Linked DNA regions of Sus scrofa: region 2 is linked to region 1. Evidence: chromatin contacts called from public HiChIP or PLAC-seq data. All regions are on one chromosome and are shown on one strand. Each heading gives the region's core, a stretch centred on a gene start, on an enhancer-like site or on the middle of the called end of the contact. The rest is flanking DNA. Distances are from core to core; before and after follow the strand shown. Region 1 overlaps LOC102160169 (a long non-coding RNA gene). Region 2 overlaps LOC102160169 (a long non-coding RNA gene).

Evidence for each region. HiChIP or PLAC-seq counts read pairs in DNA pulled down with a chosen protein or histone mark.
Region 2: a contact with region 1 is called in an H3K27ac HiChIP or PLAC-seq map of alveolar macrophages. The contact joins two enhancer-like sites. A contact is called at or near these places in 1 of 47 Hi-C or Micro-C datasets (embryonic fibroblasts) and 1 of 2 datasets of contacts at active chromatin or transcription factors (alveolar macrophages).

What each region holds. Positions count from the first base shown.
Region 1 is chr1:18,533,786-18,537,982 of Sscrofa11.1, reverse strand. The region is part of intron 1 of LOC102160169 (a long non-coding RNA gene); the gene reads right to left. Among named protein-coding and RNA genes, the nearest start is that of STXBP5, 23 kb to the right of the region's middle. Within about 2 kb of position 2,687, at least 3 of the 83 cell types and tissues checked have an H3K27ac peak or open chromatin away from gene starts, as enhancers often do. A contact at or near this core is called in alveolar macrophages, where this site is marked.
Region 2 is chr1:18,792,431-18,796,546 of Sscrofa11.1, reverse strand. The region is part of intron 5 of LOC102160169 (a long non-coding RNA gene); the gene reads right to left. Among named protein-coding and RNA genes, the nearest start is that of ADGB, 240 kb to the left of the region's middle. Within about 2 kb of position 2,821, at least 1 of the 83 cell types and tissues checked has an H3K27ac peak or open chromatin away from gene starts, as enhancers often do. A contact at or near this core is called in alveolar macrophages, where this site is marked.

The DNA.
Region 1 (4,197 bases), core at 1,438-3,937:
TCCATGATGGCTCTATGGGTAAAGAATCTTAACAAGAGTGGATTGTGTATACGGATAACTGAATCACTTTGTTGCACAGCAGAAATAATCACAATATTGTAAATCAGCTACACATCAATAAAACTTTAAAAAAGGAAGAAATAAAAATAATACTATGGTACTGAAAAAAAAAAAGTCACTTAAACCTAAACACACACACACACACACAAAACAAACAAACAAAAACCCCTGGTGACTAGTAGTGTACTATCTTTAGACCTAGAAGTCATTCCAAGTTTTCCAAGAAAGCTCTTAGCCAGTTTTCTTCTAGCACAGAATGTTAATAAGGCCTTGGTGTCTAAAAACCCTTGACATTCTCAAAGTGAATATAACTCCAAGGTGAGCAGAAAAGAGATTATGGTCTTTACTTCAGCGATGAGCTTAACTAAAGGGAAGGGAACTCCAGTCAGCTGACTGACTTACCCCAAGATTATGTAGTTAAATAATGGCAGAGTTTTGTCTAGAACCTTCGCCTTCTGATGATTCCTTCAAAATATTTCTAGTAGAGTGTCCCTCAAATAACATTTAATTTTCTGGTTATTCGGTCTTTACAGCTCACAATCTTTATGAATTTGAGGATTTTTCCAGAAATAACTAACTTTCTATGGAATACAAAAATTAAAATTGAGCTGAAAGAAAAAAAGATATGGAGATACAAAGCAAAGATGTGATAAAATCCAAATCACATCATAAGCAGTCATAAAATATATTCCCTGGAATCCTGGCTTTGGGTCCTCAAAGAATTTGTAAGACTGACCTTCAGAAGGTTAATGCTTTATAATTTGCCTAACTTATAACTCGTATAATCACAGCATTTGAAACGCAGAACACCTTTGTGCTACTTGCTGTCATTATTTTACACCGGCTGCAGAAAGAATTGTTTTGTGTATGGCCACTAGTTTTTGGTCACTGCCATTATGGGCTGAATAAACCCAAACAGAAAATCTTAGTCAAAAATAACATCAATTGCAACTAGTTTTAATTTTTCAATAGTGATGACAAATATACTCTAGCCTAGGCTTTGGGCATATTTCAATCAGATATGACAAATAAGGGGAAAACATGTAAAAATGTTTGCCATTAAAGCCTACCAAGTCAGGACAGGAGATAGATCAAGAAAGGAGGATGGGTCAGGACATCACCCAAAATATGTCTACTGTTAATAAACATTTATAGAACATTATCCTAATCGCCACAGTAAAGGAAAACATGTGGTGTGACGGATGTACATGGAATATGCACCTAAACTAGACCAGAAGGCATTACGGTAAGTTCCTACAGGAAGTAATATATGAGCTGAGATTTGAAGGATGAATGGATAATAAAAGCCAGGGAAAGAAAAATGAAGTAGTATGTTTAAAGCAAGAGAAGAAGCACGTACAAAAATAAGGAGTATAAAAGAGCTTGTTATCTTAAAGGAACCATAGACATTGCAATATGAATAGAGCAAAGAATTAGAAGGGGAGAAAAACAAGATATAAATCTGGAGAGTTCAATTGAGGCCAGATTACAGAGTAATAGCCAGGCTCACTAAGGGATGTGATTTTATCTTAAAAGTAATAATAATCTTTTAAGAAACTGTGAGAAGAGTTATGATGTGAAAATGCCAATAATAGTATTAACAATGGCTACATTTTTTTGTGCACTGCTATTCTCAGGAACCATGCTAAATGCTTAGCACACACCATCTCAACTAATTCTCAAAAGAACTCCATAAGGTAGATACTGTTAGTATCCCTATTTTTTCAGGTGAGATCCCTGAGCTAGTAAGTGATAGAACCACAGCCAAGAAGGAACTTGAGAGGAGTAAGATTAGAGGCAGAAAATCTGTTGCATTAATCCCAGCCTGAGATGATTGGGACTTAGTCTAAAGCAATAGACAAGGCGTGGAGAAGAAGGGCTGGGCAGGCAAGAATTCAGGAGTCAGAACCAGGAAGCTGTTGTTCACAGTGGAAATGGGCAAAAGGGAAAGCAAGTAGCCAACAATAGCTCCACATGTGATAGACTGGTCATCTATGACAATGATGCCAGAAAGGAGAAGTAACTTTGAGGAGAAATACATTGGATTTGAGACATTCGTAAGATACAAAAGTAGAACCATCTAGTAAGCAGTTGACTCTATGATTAGGATGTTAAGGAGAGGCACACAAAAAAGGTAATTGTTCAAACCATTGGAAGGTATTTCTCACTCACGTAAAAGTCTAGGACAAGTATTTCAGGCGGATGGGTGCTCTCCTTCATATAATTATTCAGGGAGCCAGGCTGATGGTAGCTGTTCCATGTTTAACATGTGGTCTCTCTGCTTAGAGGAAAAAGTGGAACTTTTTTTTCCTTTCTTTCTTTTGTTTTGTTTGTTTGTTTTTGTTTGTTTTTTAGGGTCATACCTGAGGCACATGAAAGTTCCTGGGCTAGGAGTTGGATTGGAGCTGCAGCTGCAAGCCTACGCCACAGCCATAGCGATGCCAGATCCAAGCCACATCTGTGACCTATGCTGCAGCTTGAGGAAATGCTGGATCCTTAACCCAGGGAGTGAGGCCAGGGATCAAGCCCGTATCCTCATGGATATGAGTCTGGTTCTTAACACACTGAGCCACAATGGGAACTCCTAAGAGTGGAAATTTGAGGCCAGAGATTTCCTCATAGCAAGTGAGGAGGAAGTTGCATATATCACGTTAAAATAATATTCCCTACCCTACAACTGCCACATGTCCATTCCTATTGCAATAGGGCTAGGAAAGGCCATCCCTAGTTTAGGTGACACAAAGCGGCTACAATTCTACTATTATGGAAAAAGGAACAGGTATAGAAGTGTAGTTGCAAAGTTTACAGCCATGGACGTGAATTTGATTACTAGGAAGAATGTTAAAAATGAGAAGAAAAAAAGACCAAAAATGGCATGGACGGAAGAATAGTCTCTTTTTTAATCTATGTGAGAGCCATCAGGGAGATTTTCTTGTCTTTTTGTAAATCTTGAGTCACATTTCTAAGCTATGTTCCCCTGCTCTTTTAGCATTTGGTAGCCTGACTCTGGATTATCTACTTCAGCACATAAAATGCTATGGTAAGAAATGACTCCATTTCCAGTGACAATTCCAGGGCAATCACCCTCACTGCCAACAGCATGCTGTAGTTTTGACCTTCTGCTTTATCTGCAGAGATCAGCCAAAGCACATAGAACGCATTTTATAAAACCTTTGTATAACATAATTTGTAGGATAGTTAATATATTAGATAAATCACAGTTAAAAGGGTTTGAAGGGGATGAAAAATGACCTAATACTAACAAGATACAATTTCACAAGAATATAAACAGTACAGATTCTAAAGAAAACCTAAGTTCCTAAGAAAAGAAGTAGCAGACCTTGCTCAACAATAGTTAATATGAGGACCTCAAGTTTTATGTGACCACAAGATCAATATGCAGGAACACTGTGATGCAATTGCTAAAATGTAATGTAGTCTTAGGCTTTATTGGTAGGCTTGGTGCACCCAACAAAAAAAGGTTGGCACACAAAACATTTTACACTGAGCTGTTGGGAGTGCCATGCTAGCATTTACAACTTACAGTCACCTTGAATTCCTCCTCTCCCTTCCTCTCACATTCAATTAATATCAATTCCAAGAGTTCCTTGGTCGTCTAGTGGTTAGGATTAGGCGCTTTCATTGCCATAGCCCAGGTTCGAGCCTCAGTCTGGGAACTGAGATCCCGCATGAAGCAGTGACCAAAAAAAAAAAAAACCCCAAAAAACTGTAGCTTGGCAATTAATATCAGGTCCCATCTATTTTACTTTTTAAATATTTTGTGACCATTGTGATACTGAACTATAATTAGAGATATGAGTATATATATACATAAAATACACACACATAATATGTATGTGATTTTAGAGAAAGAGGTATAAACACATATATCAGTGTGTGTGTGTGCACGTGCGTTTCTTAGATCTGTGGAAGGAATGCGCCTAGTAGTAAAGACACCACGAGAGCAGTGATCATATCTAACCCCCAGACCTTCGTTTGTAAATACTATTTCTCACTAAAAAAGAACCAGGGATCCTTAGAGAAACGTACACGGGATAGGGCAAGGAAACCATAAAATGAGTCTGAATCTCTTCATTGCATGAATGTGCTAAAATAGGGACATGTCAAAAAAGACAG
Region 2 (4,116 bases), core at 1,572-4,071, 260 kb before region 1:
GGTGTAGAGAGAATCACTGCCTTCATTCTTTTTATTTCTACTCTGTGCTCTGCTTATGCCAAAGGATGAAAATATAAAGCTGGCTTTGAGCCTAGGAATCCATGAACAGCAAGCCAGGATGAAGCACAAAACCATTTAGACAGAGAATAAACAGGAATGTAATAAGATAAGCTATTTATAGAAAGACTACTATCTAGGTTGTTAGGGGACTAAGCAGGCTAGTCATTTGAAAAGCTGGTAACTTTTTGGAAAAAAAAATTAAGGTTCACTCCCATTAAGAAGAATCTTGCTCTTGTTAGCATCTGAGGCCCCAAACTACTCTTTTCCATTTTGGTAAGTTCTAATATAAATTAAGATCTTTTTTACTTGATATTCTTTCTCTGCCAATGGCAGAGTCCTCTGCTCAAGTTAGAATGCTTCACCAGCAAGAGACTTCACTGTGGATTTTGAGGTCAGAGACTCCCAATTACAGTTAGCTGGAGAATTAACTGGGGTTTTGGATCATCATGAAATAATTCTGTTCTCATTACATTAGCACTAATAGGGGGAAAAGATCAGGAATTCAGAATCTAAGAACAGCGTATCAAACCATCTCTGGGGGAAATACATGTTTCTCAGCAACAGTGACATCAACACATATCAGCAGACTGGAAAGACAACTCAACTTGACCTCATAGGTATTCAAACCAAGAGGCCACTTTGGAGACAGAGATGGGAAAGGCACATAGAACACTGTCTCAGGCCACGTGCCTTAAACGATGGCAGTCAGTCCTTCGTCTTTTCAGAAGCCTCTTCCTCCCTAGGAGAAGGTTCTGCCCTTTCTATTTACATATATAAGGTTTCCTCTGTGTAAATCTAGAACATCATGGCTGGTATTTGTAACATAGTTTGTTCATTTCAAAATATCTGACATCTAAGAATCTTCCTCATTCTTTTCAAGCACAATGGTGTGGAGGTTGATATGTTCATGCTAATTTTATAGATAAGAACCCTGAATAGGGGAAGTGACTTGTCTGAGGTCACAAGTGAGACAGAATCAAGGCCTAAGATGGAAAGAACCTAGTCCCCAAACCCAGAGCCCACGCTGTCTTTTGCCTGATCATGTAAAAACCTGATCCTGACACATCATAGGAACTAACGGCTCCATTTGCTTCCCTTGCACACGCAGGAGTGTGTAAATTAAAGCTCTCTCCCCAGTGCATCTTTTACATGTGGTGCTTTCCACCTCTAAGTATTATTTGCTGTAGCCTTCTTGAGGATAGAGCCATGACATCAGAAAAAAGACACAGTATATTAAGTTTCTCCTAGTCCTCAAACTGGATTTTCATTAGGGCCACTGCCTGATTCTTTTTTAGTACTGCCCCAGGCAGATTGGAGAGAGCTTATTTTCATGGTTAGCAAGGGCATCATTCAAAAGACAATTTGAATGTGGTCATTTATGAGTATTTTTTTTCCCCCCAAAGCTACTGTTTGGATAACCTACATGGAAATGTTTAAAATACCCAGAAAATAAATGCCAGTTCTAATCTGGCAAATACACACACATAGAACAGCAGATAATTCTGAGTGCATGCATGTGTGTGTGTGTGTGTGTGTGTGTGTGTGTGTGTGTGTGTGTTTGGAGGAAGAGAAGAAGGGTTCTTTTGGAAATGGATAATCTAGGCCAAGTTAATCATCTATTTTCCAGCCCTTTCTCACCAGATTTAAAGAGTCTGGGGATATGGAGACAAACCAAGAAAAAAATCAAGGTATAACTCTTCAAAGAAACATTTGAATTTGCGTTCTTCAAAGATTTAGTTCTGAGCCATCCAGAAATGCCTGAGACGCGTCAGACCCTAAAGACATGACTAACTCAACGCAAACAAGTTGCTTTCCACACGCTCTGTGGGCAACCAACATGTTACAACATGGTATTGTGCACGATTGTGTGGAAATACTAAGCATTTCTCACAGTCTTTTTCTTTACATAGTTTCTCTGTCACACATATGTTTAAGGATGTTTTTCTATTTGAATTTTTGCTTTTTTTTTGTCTTTTGTCTTTTTTAGGGCTACTCCCACAGCATATGGAGGTTCCCAGGCTAGGGGTTGAATCAGAGCTACAGCTGCTGGCCTACACCACAACCACAGCAACTCGGGATCTGATCTGCATCTGTGACCTACACCACAGCTCTTGGCAATGCTGGATCCCCCACTCACTGAGGGATGCCAGAGATCGAACCCATGTCCTCATGGATACTAGTCGGGTTCATTAACCGTTGAGCCACAGCAGGAACTCCTGCTTCTTCTTTTTGAAAGGCTAATGGCAAAGCGTTTAAAGGCAGTGGATTGCATAAAAATATTAGTTTCACCAAATTGAGTTCAGCTTCTGTGTACATGTACTTATGTGCACACATACACACACACAAACACATATGCCCACTCACACACACAAACCTCTTCCATCCCTCCTACGGTAATCTAAATAATTAATAGCTGTTTTCTCTTTGGTCCTTTGAAAGAAGCATTCCTAGGCATTAGAATCTCTATCATTCTTCTGCCAAAATGCAATGAATTCCTCTTCAAAGCTGTGACCCCGGTGATTTTGCTCACTGCCAAATTTCACATCATGAAGAAAAATAGCTTGATATTAGACTGATTAAATTTCAAGGAGAGCTGACAGAATGGAGTTCTTCAAAATCTCAACTCTGCCAATTTTTGATGTCTCTAATTTATTCTAACAACCGTTTAAGTCTAAATGCCTCCATTTTAATCACATTAACAGTATATTACAAAGAGACTCAACACCCAAAGAACTCCAGTGGTGAAATGATTTTGGCAATTCCCCTTCCTCTTTATGTCTGTGATGATCAAATAGCTGCTAGCAGAGACCATTTGCTGGAGCCAGCACTTCAGTAATTTCCCTTTGACTTCTTCTGTTTCCTTAGTCACAGGCCTGGACCTGGGCACTTGTCCAGATATTGTAGGGGAAACATACACACCTATCCCCACAAGCAACAGCAAAGGTACTGAGCTCCTGGCATTGGCAGTTAGCACACTCGAGACCTCACATGTTTCTTGCATTTGACTGCAGTTACAGATCATTAGCTGTATGAATCTAGCCAACATCAATTCACACCAATTCGGAGCCCAGGTCTTGACTGGCATCAGGCTTTAACCAGGGAGGCAGTGGTCAGGGCCCTGCAGAAACTGTGTGCTCCTAGCCCCCCTCCCGTAGCCTGACCAGTTGATAATGTATCAGGCCTTCAACAGGGTCAATGTAGAGATTTGTTCACACTGAGCCAGAACCCTTGCCAACTTGCCCATGCCTTTAGCTGTGTATTCACATAAAGCTGCAGGAAAGCTGAATATTTAATGCAGATATTTTATTTGAAGCCAAGTGCTCCTGTTCTCCAGGGTCTACTTTCTGTCACCAGCCTACCTCCTAGGAAATAGAATACACATTTTTCAGCCCTGCACAAGCCAAGCTATTTTCATATTTCGTTTCCCAGCAGTCATCAAACTGCATGTGGGCACAGGCTCTTAAAAACTCCAATATCTCTTTACCATTTTGGCAATACTGCTTGGTGGGTACAAGTTGGGTCTTTCCTATTGGCCAGTCTGTGCTAACCACTCAGGTCTGCCCCTCACTATGGAACTTTTAGCAAGTTATTTATGCCCTCGGAGATTCCGTTTTCTCAACTATTAAGATAGGGAAAATATTTGTTCCTACTTCACTCAGTGGTGCTGTGAGAAACAACTGAAATCATGAACAAAAAGTCCTTAACAGAATCTGGCCTATGGCGAGTGCTTGGTAATGCACTTAACATAGTAAGTGGGTCAATAAGTCCTTAACCAATGTTACTGCTAATGTGGTCATTATTAATGTGACCTACTTGTAAATTGATGGAATTCAAGATTCATCATGACTTGATAACACACTCACAAACACAAAAAAAGGATGAGGAAGTTACAAATTACAATAATTTCTGCCCAGTATGGACTTTAGGGCAGCAACACGCTTGAAAAAAGAGCTGAAGGACTGTCTTAAAGTTACCTTTACATACTAAGTCCACTCATTTTCCTTAGATTGTGTGATTACTTAAGGCAGCTTGGTGAGCACAGGGTCTGATGGAGAT